Regions from separate parts of the Mus musculus genome. Here all the other regions are linked to region 3. The links are chromatin contacts, called in public Hi-C maps. All regions are on one chromosome and are shown on one strand. The core of a region is the stretch at or near the end of the contact, and the rest is flanking DNA. Distances in the headings are between cores, read along the strand shown.

Evidence for each region. Hi-C and Micro-C count contacts between places; a contact is called where the count stands out from the background.
Region 1: a Hi-C map of the N1E-115 cell line shows a contact between it and region 3, with 9 times the contacts expected there. The contact joins two enhancer-like sites. A contact is called at or near these places in 4 of 484 Hi-C or Micro-C datasets (the N1E-115 cell line, cerebral cortex, cortical neurons and 1 more).
Region 2: a Hi-C map of the N1E-115 cell line shows a contact between it and region 3, with 14 times the contacts expected there. The contact joins two enhancer-like sites. A contact is called at or near these places in 2 of 484 Hi-C or Micro-C datasets (the N1E-115 cell line and uterus).

Annotation. Positions count from the first base shown.
Region 1 is chr17:81,553,089-81,556,206 of GRCm38.p6, reverse strand. All of the region lies in intron 2 of Slc8a1 (solute carrier family 8 (sodium/calcium exchanger), member 1), which reads left to right. Among named protein-coding and RNA genes, the nearest start is that of Slc8a1, 180 kb to the left of the region's middle. Within about 2 kb of position 1,651, at least 12 of the 459 cell types and tissues checked have an H3K27ac peak or open chromatin away from gene starts, as enhancers often do. A contact at or near this core is called in the N1E-115 cell line, where this site is marked.
Region 2 is chr17:81,603,744-81,607,019 of GRCm38.p6, reverse strand. The region is part of intron 2 of Slc8a1 (solute carrier family 8 (sodium/calcium exchanger), member 1); the gene reads left to right. Among named protein-coding and RNA genes, the nearest start is that of Slc8a1, 130 kb to the left of the region's middle. Within about 2 kb of position 1,614, at least 21 of the 459 cell types and tissues checked have an H3K27ac peak or open chromatin away from gene starts, as enhancers often do. A contact at or near this core is called in the N1E-115 cell line, where this site is marked.
Region 3 is chr17:81,191,912-81,195,094 of GRCm38.p6, reverse strand. No RefSeq gene overlaps it. Among named protein-coding and RNA genes, the nearest start is that of Gm33944, 91 kb to the left of the region's middle. Within about 2 kb of position 1,379, at least 12 of the 459 cell types and tissues checked have an H3K27ac peak or open chromatin away from gene starts, as enhancers often do. A contact at or near this core is called in the N1E-115 cell line, where this site is marked.

The DNA.
Region 1 (3,118 bases), core at 402-2,901, 360 kb before region 3:
GTTTGTTCTGAGTTATGACTGATAGAGTTTCGAGGTCACAAAGAGAATAAAGGTCATTCACATTTTTATTTTAATGCATTTTCATTAGTTCACCAAATGTTCTTTTGAACAGAGTCTTTAAAGATCAAATACGAAAATTATTGAAAATGGAGGAAGGTCTCTTTTCAAGTATGATCTCCCATGTTACATGGTCCACTGAACTTCAAGCCCATCCTTGGTCTTCTTAACAATGAGACATACCATCAAAGTAACTCAAAGAGATGCTAAGAGTTTAAAGGAACCCAAAATAGTTGAAAGCTATTTCCTTATTATTTAATAAACCTCTGATCTTGGGTGAATCCTATCTTTGTCACTTTTAACACCAAGGCAAAATTTGACATTGATTTTTAAGCATATGCATACCATGACACATAGATGAAATGCCATGAAAGCAAACCTGCTCAGAAAACCTGTCAGCTAATCTCAGATAAATGAGGGTCTAGTCGGATAAGTTCTAATGAATGGTATAGTCAGCTAAGTTCAGACAACAGAATACAGTAGGGGAAGAAACAAAACAAAACAGTGTCACATTGGAGGCCAGAGTTGCTCAATGCTTTAATCAGGATTGTGGTGAGGATATTAGAAGCATATTAAATTTTCAATGACAGCAGTAGTATTCAAGTACTAGTAATGATTGAATCCCATCTCCACAGATTCTTGGGTATTTATCTCAGATGTATAGAAGTTGGAGGGATGCGGGGGTGGGGGGCGTCATTACCTCTACTTAGCAGTAGGCCAGCTACTCAGTAAAAGGGAACTGCATATTTTCTGTTTACCAAAGTATTGATGCACCAAGGGGGAATAGCAGAGAAACTTGTGATTCCTAAAGCAAACTTGATTGTTCTGGTATGTAACTTACTTTCCTATTTGCAAAGTGTACTTCATAGATTGGAGCACATGACTAATGTTCAAAGAACTGTATTTATATCCTACCTAGGTCATTACATTGAGGTATAAAATAAAGTTGCTAAGATATTCTAGTTAGGTGAAAGCTATTACCCATTTTAAACAACTAATAAATTCTGAAAATAACATTTTTTTACATGGACTTAAAATGTAACCCTAGCTGACTTGGGGTTCACTATATAGACAAGGGTGTCCTCAAACTCATAGAGATCTGTCTGCCTCTAGTTTCTGGAAGATGTGACTAGAGTGCCACCATGCCTGGCTGAAAAGAATGTTTATTAACCATATATTTGTTTTAGAAGAAAGAGTGTTGCCAGAGAGAAAGAAATTAACGTTTTAAGAAAAGCTGATTTTTTTTTATAGCTCATCTCAGCAACATGGTCCTCAATTCTTAAGTACTGCATTTCAGTAGGGTCATTGACAAACACTCTCCAAGGAGGAATGATTCATTTGTGAAATATCTAGGGGTCAGATTGTAAAGGAAACGGTGGGCAAGAACCTGGAAGATGATCCAGACAGCTCCGTTCAAGTGTGAATGGGAAGGATCATGGGAATAATTGTGTATGGCTTTAGAAAGGCAGAGCGGTGCCCAGCAGAGGGAGGGAGACAAGAGAGATTTCCGCCTCATGTTAGTAATAGCTGTGTGACGGGTGGAACTGCTCAGATATTGGATTATGAGTTCTGCTGCTTAGTGAGTCATACAGTCTTTTATTCATTCAGCTGTTTGTTCAGGAAGCATGGACTGAATGACTTCTATAAAGGCCATATGGTCCAGAGAGGGACCAATACTGTCAGAGCTGTCTCCACCAGATAACAAAGGAAGGACCATTAAGTAACCACAAAGCACCTGCAAAGCCCATGCTGCAGGGAACCAAAGAATAAAAGACTGATGGCGTTGACTGAAGAATAAGTCCCTTAATCTCTCTGAGCCAAGAGAACAGAATGAGAGTCAACGCTGAATATTTTCATCATCATCTAAATGACATGATCAGCTGCTGGAGGCTTTGTCAACACCTGCCTTCCACTGGGGAAGTTCTCATTGTCATTACAGACATCGTGTTAAACAGCCCATCACTTTAATTTCTCTCTGAGGTGAAACCAAGCCATTTGCACACTGCCTATCAGAGGCTTCCACAAGTAATGGAGAGTTTATTCTCATGGTGTAAGCTTGCATTGCCTCCTTAGCTAGGTATTCAGATCTTCCTTCATATTCTTGAGAATTGAAAGCCTCTCAAATTTGGCATACTTTCAATAGGAGCAAGCCCATAGATTGTTGAAATTCTTTTTTTGTTTGTTTGTTTTGTTGTTGTTGTTGTTTTGTTTTGTTTTTGAGACAGGGTTTCTCTGTAAAGCCTTGGCTGTCCTGGAACTCACTTTGTAGACCAGGCTGGCCTCGAACTCAGAAATTCACCTGCCTCTGCCTCCCAAATTCTGGGATTAAAGGCGTGCGCCACCACCACCCAGGGAGATTGTTGAAATTCTTGAAAAAAATGTATATGAAATTATATACACATATATAAAATAAATTATATATAAATTACATATTGTATACATAATAAATTATATATAAACAAATAACACATATGTAATACATATATACTTATTATATATATATATATTTATAACATAAATATATTATTTTTATAATTATAAAGAATTAAAGTGACTATAGGTGAGTTGTCCAATCTTTCTCTATAAATATCAATAATAATAATATCTGGCTTCTAGGCATGCTCTGAAGACTTTTCATTCAGCTCATGGAACACAAGGAAGTGTGGCTTAGTATATATATAATCATTGGTGCATACTGGAACTGAGCCAGGACCATGCTGGCACAAAAATCACCTGTTTTACACTATGGATGTCTAGCTTCCTCTAGGGGGCTCTGACTTCGTGGTTCTGAGATAACATGGATAAGAATATTTGGGTCTATGTCTCTTAAAAATGCTAACACATGTTAGAGTTCAAAAAATCATACTTTGGTAATTTTGATATTTTTAAAACTTTCCTCACCTGTTCATTTCTGGCCAATTCACTTGACCTGCTTAAGATAGAAAGAAAATTATCATTTTTTTTTTCTGTGTCATGATACTGGTTCTGTGTCTTCATTTTAGTTGCCTATTTCCCATCTACATCCCATGATTCTGTTAGATGAAATCTTCACACTGTCAAT
Region 2 (3,276 bases), core at 365-2,864, 410 kb before region 3:
TATACACCGGAGCTATTGGTGAGACTCTTCCTGTCTCTATGACTCTCTTCCACAATGGTCATTTTCAGTTCCCTAACTTATAATGGGTGTTTGTTTGGAATCTCTTGTAAACCAGTGGGTGCCCCAAATATGGAGGATGGCTTCATGGTGCTGTGTGTGTCTTACTGGGTGAGAGAGCAGGTCTGCCTCTAAACAGATTGATGCTGCCCTCTGAAACTTCTTAGGGCAAGTGCATGAATTAATTTGCTCTGCCAAGTTAGCGTCAGTTCCTCTGATGTGCTCTCATTTGGAAGGATGCCTACATGCAAGTGTCAGCACCATTCTCCGGTATCGGGAGACAAGCAGTGGAGGCTGGGAGAGTGGGAAGGGTTGACATCCTGATGGAGTCTATGGCCTCAAACTATCTGTTTATGGATCTTTTCTCTTAACTTTTTTTAATAAATTAGGTTTATTTCATCGACAAGTGGACAGGTGAAATGGGAACCCTTGGGTTCTAGATCTTTCTGTGTAGTTATGGTTGTGTTACTCTGGCTTTGTAAGGTTTCTTTTTCTTTCTCTGTAAACATGATAAAGTAGCACATTTCCCTGAGACTGTTGGGCAACGGAGGTGATATCAGCAGAACGACTTACAATTACAATTTCATTTAGCTTAAAATAAACATTGCTAAGAGATGGAGATCCCCTTGCCCAAATGCAAGTCTGTCTTGAGGTCACTGTAGGAGAGGAAAAAGCAGAGTGACTATGATTTATTATTAGTTATTTATGGCATTGTTCTTACTGACATTGAGTTATAGGCTGTAGCTTTTGAACATGAGAGATGTATACACAACTGGTGGTTTGTTTTGGTTGGGCCTTGTTTTGTTTTTTTTTTTTTTTTGTTTTTTTTTTTTTTTCTAGACTAACCCACATTGAGATGCTCTTACCTATAAAGCATCCGTAGTAACTTTTCTGTGAGGAAAGGGCCAGTATCATGTCTGCTGAGACAGAGTCATGTCACAGTGGACACTTACCTTTCAATAAGCTCACTGTTAATATAATAATAACAACGGAAGAAAATTATAACAATCACGTCTTAAACCGAGACCTTTCAAGGCAAAAATGATTAATGTTAGTGCTGACAAATAGTTTGGCACTCTGGGATTGCCATGTTCAATGTGTACTTGGCCACACTGTTTAACTTTTTACCCCTGAGTTGGCCAGATAACTGTGCCCTGTGAGGCTGCTGTTGGTATTTTGAAAGGATCCTTTCTTTCCCCTTTGCATTCCCTTAGCACCTCTCCTTCCACAAACCACCAGGGGTTTTCCTTCCATTCACCATTAGATGAGGCAATTTGCTCTCCCTTCCTATGTTAAGATCAAACTCAGAGATAATGACTTTCCATTGTCACGCTGGGGAAATGAAGCCAGAAAGACAATCTCAGCCTATAAACAATAGTATATTAACTGCAGGGAGGAAATCTCTGCAGCAAGAGCCCTGGATCCCAGACTCACTGTGGGTGAAAAATGCAAGACAACAACTCTTTAACATACTCCAGCACTTTCCAGAAACAGCCTGTCTAGCCAGAAGGCCAAGAGAAGTAGAAAGAGGAGGGAAGGAGGGAAGAGGCCATGCTCTTGAAGTGAGTCACAAGTGAACTGGAGAGCTCCTGCCCTCTGGGGCCGTGAAGCCCACAGAATATAGAATCCAGCTGTCTTTGATGTTTGTCTAACAGGGCTTTCTGTGGAGAAAAACCTTCAGCTTGACAGAGAGAGCTCTCCCAAAGGGTGATGGAAAGCGATGGAAAGTGTTACACGCACCACAGTGAAGCTGATGAATGGGTCTTCTTTGAAAATGTTGCCAAGATCCCCACAGTTGAACATACTCACAAATTAGGAGACATATCATCTGGGTTTTCTTCTCTCCCTTTCTTTTTCTTCCCCCCCTTAGGACTTCTGTGACCATATATAGCTATGGCATCAGCTTGCAATCTGTAGGGTTATGCCTTTCTGTTAAGGCTTGTAGATGAAAGTCTGGAATTGAATGTGATTATTGTAACCGTTTCTCACCATCGATGTCTAGTTGTGAGCTGTCGAACCTTTCCTGCATTAAGATGGGCTTATCATAATTTTCCTCTTTTTGTAAATAAGTTAACCTTCATTAACAGGCCTCAGATTTCATTTGTTCTCATGGGAATAAGATTTCCATTAAGAAATGCATAAGACATATCCTCACAGTCTCATGGGTAAAAGCCCTAACTGCGGTTCTAAATGCCTGGGCCCAGGGATATAGTTGGGATCTGGTTTAATTGTGATATGTTGCAGTCTAGTTTGTAGCAAGGGCCCCTGCTAAAGGAATGGGGGGTGACAGTAGTGCCAGAGGGTCAGAGTCTGCCTATCAGAGAAACTTCTTTCTGAGCCTATGGTCAGAACTACACAACCCAGCCACAGGAGACCATAAACTCCTTAGATCTCTCTCCTTCATTCCGTTTGTCTGTGTTCTATTCTTTGAATAAGTAAAATGTCAGAATAGCATCAAGAGGCAGTATGTACTGAGCATCAACAATGTGTAAATGACAGTGCCCTGTGTGCCTTACCAACATCAGCACACCATTGCCTGTGACCATCTTGCAAGGTAAACATTCTAATTAGGTTTTTATCATTGGAGGGATGAAGAAACTGAGGCTTGGGGTCATTGTCCTGTTAAATAGCCAAGCCCATGACCACAACAGTAGACATGTTCATTGTTTGATCCATGGCAATCTGGAGGACTGTCCTGTTCTGTGCTTCCTACCATGCTTGGCTCTCTGCCTGCCTGCTTTTCCCTCTATGAAAATCCCACTGTGTTGCTCACTTTTAATATTAAAGTCAAAAAAAAAAAAAACCCAAAAAACAAAAACAAACAAACAAACAAACAAAAAATCAAAAGACAAAAACCCCACAAAGGCTGTAACTTAAGATATCTTTAATCTTTATTTTATCAAAAGCTGACCTATAGATTGTTAGTTAAATCCTAATCAGGCCTCTGATTCTGACTAATCTAGAGCCGGAGGCAGGGGGATCATGAGGTCAAACCTAGAAGACTTTATCTCATAAGAAAAAACACCCTGGGCTGGGGCTGTAGCCTCGTAGTACAACCCACTTGCCATGCACACATGGGACTCCAGGGTCAGTTCCGATTTTGCCCAGGTCTGAGAGTGATCATGTTGGAACCCAGGCTTCTCTGTGAAGACCTGAAATGACTGTGAGCAGGCATCACTTTAGGAACTGGGCAGGAGATCACCAGCGTCCTACTTGGTA
Region 3 (3,183 bases), core at 130-2,629:
AGAGAGAAAAGAAGGAAGGAAGGAAGGAAGGAAGGAAGGAAGGAAGGAAGGAAGGAAGGAAGGAAGGAAAGAAGGGAGCCAACATGGCTATAAAAAATTAAAACCCTTTAAGAGCTAATAAGTGTCTTTCAAAGTCATAGAATCTCAACATAAAAATAAATTATATCCATTATACTAACAAACACAACACCAGTGACTACTATCTAACAGAACCAACGAAGAAATTCAAAGATGCAAACCTAACAAACCATGATAGAACTTGGGAACCAAAATTGCTCCAGGACGAGCAAAGCACTGAGAGCTGTAAATAAATGGGAAAATAAGTGATGTTCGTGGATGACCTCGGAGATACTATTCTTCCCAAATAGACAGGTTTGCTTGAATGTCAAAGTCCTAACAATACTTTTATGCATGTAGACATTCTAAATTTTATGTAGAAAGGTAAAATGATTACCATAGCTATTACAATTCATAAAATAACAAACTTAAAGGGACTTGGTCTGATTTCAAAATTATTACAGTACCAGAAGGATGTAGTACTGGGAGAGAAACAGGAATAGCAACATTCCTGTCAAGGTATGGTACTGCGGTTGTACAAGATGTTGCTCCTGTAATGAGCTGGGTAGAGGATCCGTGGACTTCCTCCTCAGCATCTCTTGCAGCTTCCTGTCAAGCTTTGATTTTGAGAAACCAATCTCAAGTTTAAAAATAAAGTGACATTCTTCACAAGATATCGCGCATAAAAATTTAAACGAAAATATTCTTTCTTGGTATGCTTTTCAATATCGTTTCCTGGATACTGTTCTAGTCTGAAGGTCTGGGCGGGGCAGTGCTAGAAGCAGCCTGGAGATTGAAGAGTCCGGAAGGGAAACCACACATGTAGCTCATCCTGGACTCGGTCAGTTGAGTGGTTGCAGGTGCAACTCAGCCCCAGCTCCACCAGCAAAGCAAGAAAGTGATTAAAACCACATGAGGACTTTATGTTACTGTATATATTAAAGGCCATGAGGACAGCATCCCCAGCTACCCCACAGCATCAAACAAAGATAACAAGAATAACCTCTGCGGCAGTGCCCCGGAAACATGACGAGTGAAAAGCTAACCTGTGTGAAGATAAAGGAAAGGTGTTTGCACTGGAAAACTTCAGATTCCTGCAGTTTGCAATGGAAAGTGAAATTGGTGAAGTGAAAAGGAAAAAATCCTTTCTAATCCCTCAAGTGCCAGTGGATCTGGAGCCTGAAATACCCATCCCACAATGCCAGCCACCAGGACTGAAGGATTCCCTTCAAAATGCATGTTGCCGGTAACACAGAAGGGTCCAATTCCGATCGCGTAGTATCTCCTGTAATGCAAAGCCACTGCATCAAGTCATTGTATATATCATAATTCTGCAATAGTCTGCATTTCAGAGGAAGCTTGGTTCTCAGACTGAAGATGCGGAATCATCCCTTATTCCAATGCCAACGCTGCCCTCTAGTGGCCATACAAATACCAGCTGTCCAAGTGTTCTAGTCTCTTTTTTAAAATATATTTTTATTATTATATATTTTCATTTCAAATGTTATCCCCTTTCCTGGTTTGCCCTCCAAAACCCCCCTATTCCATCCCCCCTTCCCCTGCTCACCAACCCACCCACTTCCTGGCATTCCCCTACACTGGGGCATCGAGCCTTCTCAGGACCAAGGGCCAGTCCTCCCATTGATGTCCAACAAGGCCATCTTCTGCTACATATGCAGCTGGAGCCATGGGTCCCTCCATGTGTACTCTTTGGTTGGTGATTTAGCATTCTCATCAAAAGCAACTTTACGAAAATATCCCTGTTGTCATTGTTGCTGTTGTTTTGTTGTTGTTGTTGTTGTTGTTGTTGTTGTAACAAATAAAATGTGCAAGAGAAGGCTGCCAAAATTCACATTTTTCATATTTTTCAAATGACATTTTATCTTCCATTGACTTTCTTGGGTATGAATTAAATGCTTCAAATTTACACCTAATAACAGAAATAGTTCATACAAAACATATTATACACTCAGTTATATCACTTTCTGAGGCCCTGATCCTATTTCTGTTATATACCAGGGAGTGTGTGTTGCTTTCAATGTGTATGAGATGGGTATTTTCCCGTCATGTTTCTAGAACAGGAAACAAAGGCATCACAAAGCTGAGGGATTGCGTTGTATATCCCCCACAGCATTGGCCTGCTCCCCACACAGCTCCCTAAGTACCCAAGCCCTCTGTGCAGGCACAGCCCAACCTTTGAAACTCCAGTCTTAGGAGAAAACAACCTACCTACTCATGATTCTATCGGCACTAGCAGAATCAATTCCTCTCCTACCATCTTTCTAGAACATTCATGTCACTGCTACATTCTGAGACATAAGTTTGTTTTGCCTCCCAGACAACAATGGAACTAGGTTGGGGGCAAGGGAGACTTGTTTGTTTGTTCTTTAGAAATTTTCAATCAAATATGAATAGGTTGGCTAAGTATCCTATCAGAATCCCAGTGATGAATCCAAGCATTCATTAGACCAACACCTGTACTCTCGAACTATGCCTATTACTTCCCGAGAGATGTTCTGTTGTTCAGTTGGACTTGCCGTCTTTGTTCCTAGGAAAGCGATCGTGTTTATCTTCATGCCAAAGCCCAGTTCTGCTGGCTTCCTATGCTCACATGGGTAAAGCCCTTCTGAAGATACTAAATCTGAGTGCCTAGCCCCTCTAGGATGCCCTGTGAGGAAGAAAGCCCAAAGGAAGCAGAGAGGGAAGGAAGCATCCATGCAGTGCAGTGGGACCAACTCATCCTCAAGAACATGGGAGCAACCAATGCAGTTGGCAAATCATCTTGTCCCCTACCAGAAGAGAAATAAACCTCTTCAATATGTGCAGCTGCAAGCAATTGCTCACCTCCATTAAACATTCGTGTAAAAAGCTGACTCACGCCAGGCGTGGTGGCGCAGGCTTTTAATCCCAGCACTCGGGAGGCAGAGGCAGGTGGATTTCTGAGTTCGAGGCCAGCCTGGTCTACAAAGTGAGTTCCAGGACAGCCAGGGCTACACAGAGAAACCCTGTCTCCAAAAACAAAACAAAACAAAACAAACAAACAAAAAAAAGCTGACTCATACAACCTTGCCGCCTACCCCTGTGAAAGAAATGCTGTAAGAGGGAAAGAGCGTCGATGGAGACACT